2 separate regions of the Rattus norvegicus genome follow, and region 2 is linked to region 1. The links are chromatin contacts, called in public Hi-C maps. All regions are on one chromosome and are shown on one strand. The core of a region is the stretch at or near the end of the contact, and the rest is flanking DNA. Distances in the headings are between cores, read along the strand shown. Region 1 holds the start of Adamts8 (ADAM metallopeptidase with thrombospondin type 1 motif, 8). Region 2 has its middle 49 kb from the start of St14.

What was found. A called contact is a pair of places that touch in the nucleus more often than the background predicts.
Region 2: a contact with region 1 is called in a Hi-C map of prefrontal cortex, with 7 times the contacts expected there. The contact joins the enhancer-like site here to the promoter of Adamts8 in region 1. A contact is called at or near these places in 12 of 12 Hi-C or Micro-C datasets (the A7r5 cell line, the Rat2 cell line, Schwann cells and 7 more) and 1 of 1 datasets of contacts at active chromatin or transcription factors (oligodendrocytes).

Annotation. Positions count from the first base shown.
Region 1 is chr8:37,605,329-37,608,583 of GRCr8, forward strand. It overlaps Adamts8 (ADAM metallopeptidase with thrombospondin type 1 motif, 8), which reads left to right and starts at 1,673. Exons shown (of 9, transcript NM_001427178.1): 1 at 1,673-2,739. The coding sequence starts at 1,975. It overlaps LOC120094102 (a long non-coding RNA gene), which reads right to left. Exons shown (of 4, transcript XR_005488031.2): 2 at 1,617-3,255; 3 at 1-1,428.
Region 2 is chr8:37,789,565-37,792,819 of GRCr8, forward strand. No RefSeq gene overlaps it. Among named protein-coding and RNA genes, the nearest start is that of St14, 49 kb to the right of the region's middle. Within about 2 kb of position 1,762, at least 20 of the 93 cell types and tissues checked have an H3K27ac peak or open chromatin away from gene starts, as enhancers often do. A contact at or near this core is called in prefrontal cortex, where this site is marked.

The sequences.
Region 1 (3,255 bases), core at 423-2,922:
TTGAAAACCAAAAGTTGAAAGCCAGGCGTGAGGCCGCAGCACTTATCTGTGACCTCGGCACTCAGAAGTCTAGAAGGTGAAAAGCTAAGAAGTTTGAGGCCAGCCTGGACTATGCGGTGAGAACCTGTATCAAGAAAGAAAAAAACAACCAGGAAAAAAACAACAGAGTTCCAAACTGGAAAATAATGAACAAGGAACTTAATAGCAAAGACCAGTAATTGAAATGTCACCACAGCCCTGAGGCGAATGGGATTGCCCATTTAACTGTACAGGTCACACTGTCCCAGGGATATTAAACTGTTGAGGGATGAGCATCTTGCTCATTTTTGGTAAAAAGCAGAGATGCTTCCCGTTCCCCTGCCTCTAGGAGTGTTTCACCCAAACTTCCAGTTCTCTGTATAGGAAAAGAAGGAGATTCTGCACCTTGAAGGTTCTCAACCGCTCCTTTGCACTGCTATTAAAATGGAGAGAACTTGGGGTGTCGGGGCCTTTCCCTAGGTTCTGTAGTGACATACGTCACTTTAAGAGCCTCCTCTTCGTGGGTAACAAGCCCTAAGGAATCCTTCACAGCTACAGAAATGGATTGGGCTGGCTAAACGGAAAGAAGACTCTGCTGTAGGCACCCTCTGTCCACATAAGCAAAAAGCTGCGTCGTAGTTGGGAATAGGCTAGCTGCCAAGTGCTGTGCCCTCCGTAATTTGCCACTCAGAAAGGACGCAGGGCAGGGGCCTGGGAATTGTACTGGTACTGAGAGAACATGATTCTGAGTTCAATCTGGACCTGCACCCTTAATAATGTAGTGGATACAAATGTTGCGTTCTGTGGTCTTAAGACCGCCATCACTCTTCCTGGATCCCACTCTCTTCGGCAGGAAGGTGTGGTGTATGGCAGAGTGAGTTAACTTCTTACACATTGATATGTATTTGGAGCTGTGGGCAATGCCATCGAAGGGACCTGGCCACCTTTCCCCATGTCACCAAGGCAACTGGAAGAACTGTATGTCAGAAGGCAGACTGGTGAAGTACTTCCTACCAATAGGAAATGGGAAATTAGTGGTGTTGAATTTATTTTGCCTTGCTGGTGGTAGCCTTTCACCCCACTATGCTCAGAAGCAAGCCATTAAGCGTCCTTGCCAGCCTTGACCAGTGGCATTCTTAAAGTTCTGCGGTGGTTCTTAATGGACAGTGTGGTTTCAGTATGACTTTCCCACCTCTCACTTTGTATTTGACCGTTAAGGACTTTAGAACCTTCCCCACAAACCTCTTTTAACACTGCCAGGTTTGTACAGGAATCTGAATACTGTCGCTGAGACCAGTGCAGAGTGTGTCTGTCCCCAGCACCTAGCTCTAGCACAAGAAGAAGCTAGTGTCTCTCCCATCCAGGACTTGCCTTCAGAGAGTGTCCAGCATTACAGGAATTGGCGTGGGTCTTCACGTGGTCATGTAGAAAGGGAAAAAAAGCTGTAGTTGACACTTAACTACTTAACTGTCGGGAGGGGCTCACTGACTCCTGATTGGTTTTACATTTCATCCCTTTTTTCCCCTCCTCTCCTTTTCTGTTTCTGTCTCTGACCCCAGGGGAGGGGAAACGGGAATAGTGAGCGATCAAAAATAAACCTCTTATGTCAAAGCCGGGAAGGAAGTATAAATACTAAGGGCTCGGCAGCCCACTCGGTGTTTCCCGAGGAAGGAGGCGACTGCACGGGACGCCGCGGAGGACGCGCGCTCGCAGCCCGGGGCGCCAGCTGCTCGAGTTCTGTAGGTTGGCTGGCTTGGCTGGCGCAGGAGGAGCGGGCTGCGCGATCCAGAGGGGCCGCCAGGGGACCGCCACGCCTGCTGCCGCTGGCCGAGTGGGTCTCCTCATCCGATTGATCATTTTTCCTGGACAGAGCGGCCCGGCCGCCTCGGGCCACCAGCACCTGCCCGAGCGCGGCAGTCTTTTTCCCTCTCCCCCGCTCCGCAGCCCTCTGCCCCCATGCTCCGCGACCCCACCGCCACCCGGTGGCCTCCCCTCCTGCTGCTGCTATTGCAGCTGCCGCCGCCACCACTCGTCTGCGGCGCCCCGGCGAGGCCGGGAACCCGGACGCAGGCCTCGGAGCTAGTGGTGCCCACGCGGTTGCCCAGCAGCGCGAGCGAGCTCGCCTTCCACCTGTCCGCCTTCGGCCAGAGCTTCGTGCTGCGCCTGGCGCCGGACGCCAGCTTCCTGGCGCCGGAGTTCAAGATCGAGCGACTCGGGGGCTCGAGCGCGGCGGCCGGGGGCGAGCCGGGGCTGCGCGGCTGCTTCTTCTCTGGCACAGTGAATGGAGAGCGGGAGTCGCTGGCGGCGATGAGCCTGTGTGGTGGGCTGAGCGGCTCATTCTTGCTGGCTGGAGAGGAGTTCACCATCCAGCCACAGGGCGCTGGGGACTCCCTGGACCAGCCGCATCGCCTGCAGCGCTGGGGGCCGGGACAGCGCCGCGAGGACCCCGGGCTCGCTGCCGCGGAGGTCTTCCCCCTCCCTCAAGGACTAGAATGGGAGGTGGAGATGGGTGATGGGCAGGGACAGAGAAGACGTGACAACGAAGAGGACAGGGAGCGGGACAAAGAGGGGTTGCGCAAAGAGACAGAAGACTCCCGCGAAGTGACACCACCCTTCGGATCCAAAACTAGGAGCAAGAGATTTGTATCCGAGGCTCGCTTCGTGGAAATACTTCTGGTGGCTGATGCGTCCATGGCTGCCTTCTATGGGACGGACCTGCAGGTAGGACTCGAGAGCCTTCCGCAGACCCTGTCTAACAATCTATTGCTTCCTCTAACAATCTATTGCTTCCCGGAGGTTTTCAATTCTTCCTTTCCCATTGGGAGAGAAAAATCCCTCGGGTTCCCAAGCCCAACCCCGAAGGGGACTTTCTTCTTTCTGAGAAACAGCAGTAACTCCATTAACTTCTGCCACCCCGGCTTCCTACTTCCCAATCCTTAAATCCCTTCCAATTTACAGCAGAGGCGCTGGCTCTGTCTCATCTGAGCCCGCATCCTGAGTCTCCTGCCCTTCCCAGGCACCTGCTTCTCCCAAAAGGATCTAAAAACTGTGTTTTTGAAAGAACCCTGTCCTTTCTGGTTCCGCTTCCCTCAACTCTCTACTATACTGGGATTCTCTGAGACTCCCTAGGAGAGGAAGCTGGGCTGGGACAAGGTGGCTGTGACTGTCTTTGGGTACAGAACTGAGGTGTCTGTAAGTAAAAGTCGTTAGAGGGAAACGAACCTGGGAAGACGCTGC
Region 2 (3,255 bases), core at 512-3,011, 180 kb after region 1:
TATTCTGGAGTTCACAGCTGCACTCCAATGCTTGGGGAAAACAGGCCTGGTACCTGGTAAGACATCAGCAACTGTCTTTGAGTTGACTAAATGAGGAGACGGGAACATAAAGCTTTTGGAACTTGGGCCACAATCACAGAAACCAACAAAAAGCCAACTAACTTGGCCCACACCACAAATCCTGGTGACTTGGAAGCTGCAGCAGGAGAGTCACTTAAGCCCAGGAGTTCCAAGAGCAGTCTGGGCAATATTACCAGACCCTGTCTTTGAAAGGGGTAAGGGTACTATGTTGTGACCCTTAGTGTACTTCCTCCTCCTCAGCCATTTGAACCCTGGGCAAGGAGGACACACCAGTTAGAATGTTCCCAGAGCAGGCAGACTCCTCCCAGCTCTCGATGTTCTCTGAAGGCTCCAGTGCTAGAAAGACGAGGTGCTTGGCTTACACTCACTGCAACTGCCCTAGTAAACAGCAGAGAGGCTAGAAAAGCAGGCCTGACATGAGGAACACTCCCAGGCCAGCCATAGGAAAAGGAAGGGCCCATTGAATGAGGTAAAGGCATTTCCCACAAAGACTGACAGACTTCTAACCCTAGGGCCTACAGTGTGAAAGGAAGAGAGCTGACTCCTGCAAGTTACCTGGCCACCTGCACACCTACCATCCCCCAACACACACATCCCAACTGAATCAAATTATTTTGAAAAGGATGCCTGATGATGGAAGCAGACGCCTGGAACCACAACCAAACATTAGGCAGAGAGAACCCAAATTAGAGATTCCCATCAGGTTCTTTGGAACTCAGGGAACCCAGCAGAAGAAGCAGGAAGAGGGAAAAGGGATTGTATGAGTCAGAGAGAGCAGGTAGCCAGGGGAACTCGACCCACAGAATCAACTAAACAGGCTCGTGGGGGCTCACAGACTGAGGTGGCCAATCACCGAGCCTGCATAGGTCCTCTGTATGTTGTACTTGTCAGCATGGTGTTCCTGTGGGATCCCTAGCAACAGAAATGGGGGTGTCTGATTCTTTTGCCAACCTCCTAGACCCCCTCTCCTCCTGCTGGGTTGCCTCATCCAGCCTTGACATAGGGTTTGTGCCTGGTCTTATTGTACCTTGTTAATGCTGTATTAAGGCGATGCCCCCACCCATAGGCCTGCTCTTAGTGGATCCGGGGAGAGAGGAGGGAGAGGAAACTATGGTGGTCAGGATGTGTGTATTGAAAACAAGCACCCAAAAGAAAGAAAAATTTTAAAATGCTTCCCATGCACTCACTGCTTTCCTCCCCCCCCCCCCCCCCCCCCCCGCAGACTAGCTCCACCCAAGGCATCAGCCAGCAAAGCTGGTTTGTTTGTTTTGTTTGAAGACAGGGCCTCACTATGTAGACCAGGCTGGCTTCAAACACATAGAAATCCACCTTCCTTTGCATGCCAAGAGCTGAAATTAAAGATTTATAGCACTACCCCCGGAAGAAGCCTGCATCTTCAACCCTTAACTGCCTCTGTCACAGCAGACAGGCTCCTTCCGCACATGCGAACAGTGTTGGAGGCTCAGTTCAAGAGCTCGGGAACCTCTGGGTCTTAAAAGGAGTCTGCCAGGTTCCCTGCCGCATGGACAACAGGCAGCATGCGCCACCTCCCTTGGGATGTTTACACATGATGGGAATATACAGCATAGGAAAGTTGATACAGCCAGTCATGGAAAGCCACCTTCACAATGAGTCCAGTGTCACCCTTTATGGGGACACAGGTGGTCAACATCCATGGTTGCCATAATTGCTTGGGCGGAGGATGCCCAAAGCTTCCTTCTGAACCGCACTTGTCTCATTGTGCCGCACTGACCACACTTAAGTACGGTGTGTGAGCGCCCCCTAGTGTCCTCACCTGGAATGAACTGCAAGGTAGAAACTAAAGTGAACTTTCTGTATTTGTCTTTACAAAACATTTAAAATCCAATTAAAGTTTTTCTGTTTAAGTACCTGATGAAGTTGTCCAAATGTCACTTTACTTATTTTCAAAATCTCTTAATAACAAAATGGGGTTGTTTGGTTCCATTACCCCAGTTCCATAAAATTTCTTATTTCTCAGGTACAGAATGAAGCCCATCCACATGGTTGGCATGTTGACCTTTGGAATTGAGAAATCTGACAAAGGGGTCTGCCCTAGGTCCCTGCCCCCAGCAGAGTTTTTAACCATCTTTCCAGGCCTAACTCTAAGCGAAGGCACCTGCATTGTGGACTCTGTTCCCTTTGCAGAAGCATCTCTTGGGGCCAGTTTTCCACAGAAGTTTAGGGCTCAGAGGAGGCTGGTGAGGAGCAGGGGCTGGTCCTGAACTTCAGGGTGGAACATGGTGTTCTGCCCACAGCCAAGACCTCAAGGAACCATTTCTCCATCCACACTGCCCTAGGCAGAGTAGTAAGAGAAAGCAGATGGTTTGGCCCCTGCACAAGGGAAATGCCCAGCAGCTACTACTGGAGGAAGCCAAAGGAATGGGAATGGGAAAGACTTGGAAACAGCCAGTGCAGCCCAGCTAGTGAGCATTTCTTCTAGCCTTTTCCATGGGTGCCTCAGCCAGCGGATTTATTGTCTGACACAAGAGTTCTGGCACTCTAGAGCCCCAGGTGGACATGACCTAGGCTCCAGAGAGGGCCAGAGCTCCTCTGTTCCTCAGGCAGCTGTGGGACGTACTCCACTGGCTGAGAAGCCGTGAGCAGGGCATCTCTGGGCCTGGAGCTCCTCTGCAGCCGGAACGACTGATCCACTTCCAGGACACTCGGAGAATGAGGCAGGGGACATACACAAGGTGTCTGCCACACGCTGCTGGTTGTGCCTGCCACTGTTGAGCCCATGAGCTCAGGTCCTGTTCATCTCTAATACCCAGCAGACAGTGGGACACTTGACAAGGGCAGGGCAAACAGAATGAAAGGACAGTGAGTCTTCCATCCAAGAAGCTCGTCTGCTCTCACAACTTGAAGTCATTCGAAGTCTTCCCAGGCCTAGGGGACCTCCAGGTTAAGGTTCTTTCCCACTGAAGTGAGGCTAGTATTCTTCCACACCTAAACTCACCTCAGAAAAGATGTTACACTGAAAAGCTGAAGGGTTGTGCAGAAAGTCCCTGCACACAGCCAGTGAGATGGCTCAGTCCATAGGGTCCAGCTGCCACCCACCGAGCTTGACAACTTAAGTCATCCTCTAACTTCCAGTCAGCCGGGCATCCTGTATCAAGTGCCCGTAGTCCCAATCACAATGGGCACCATGCTGAG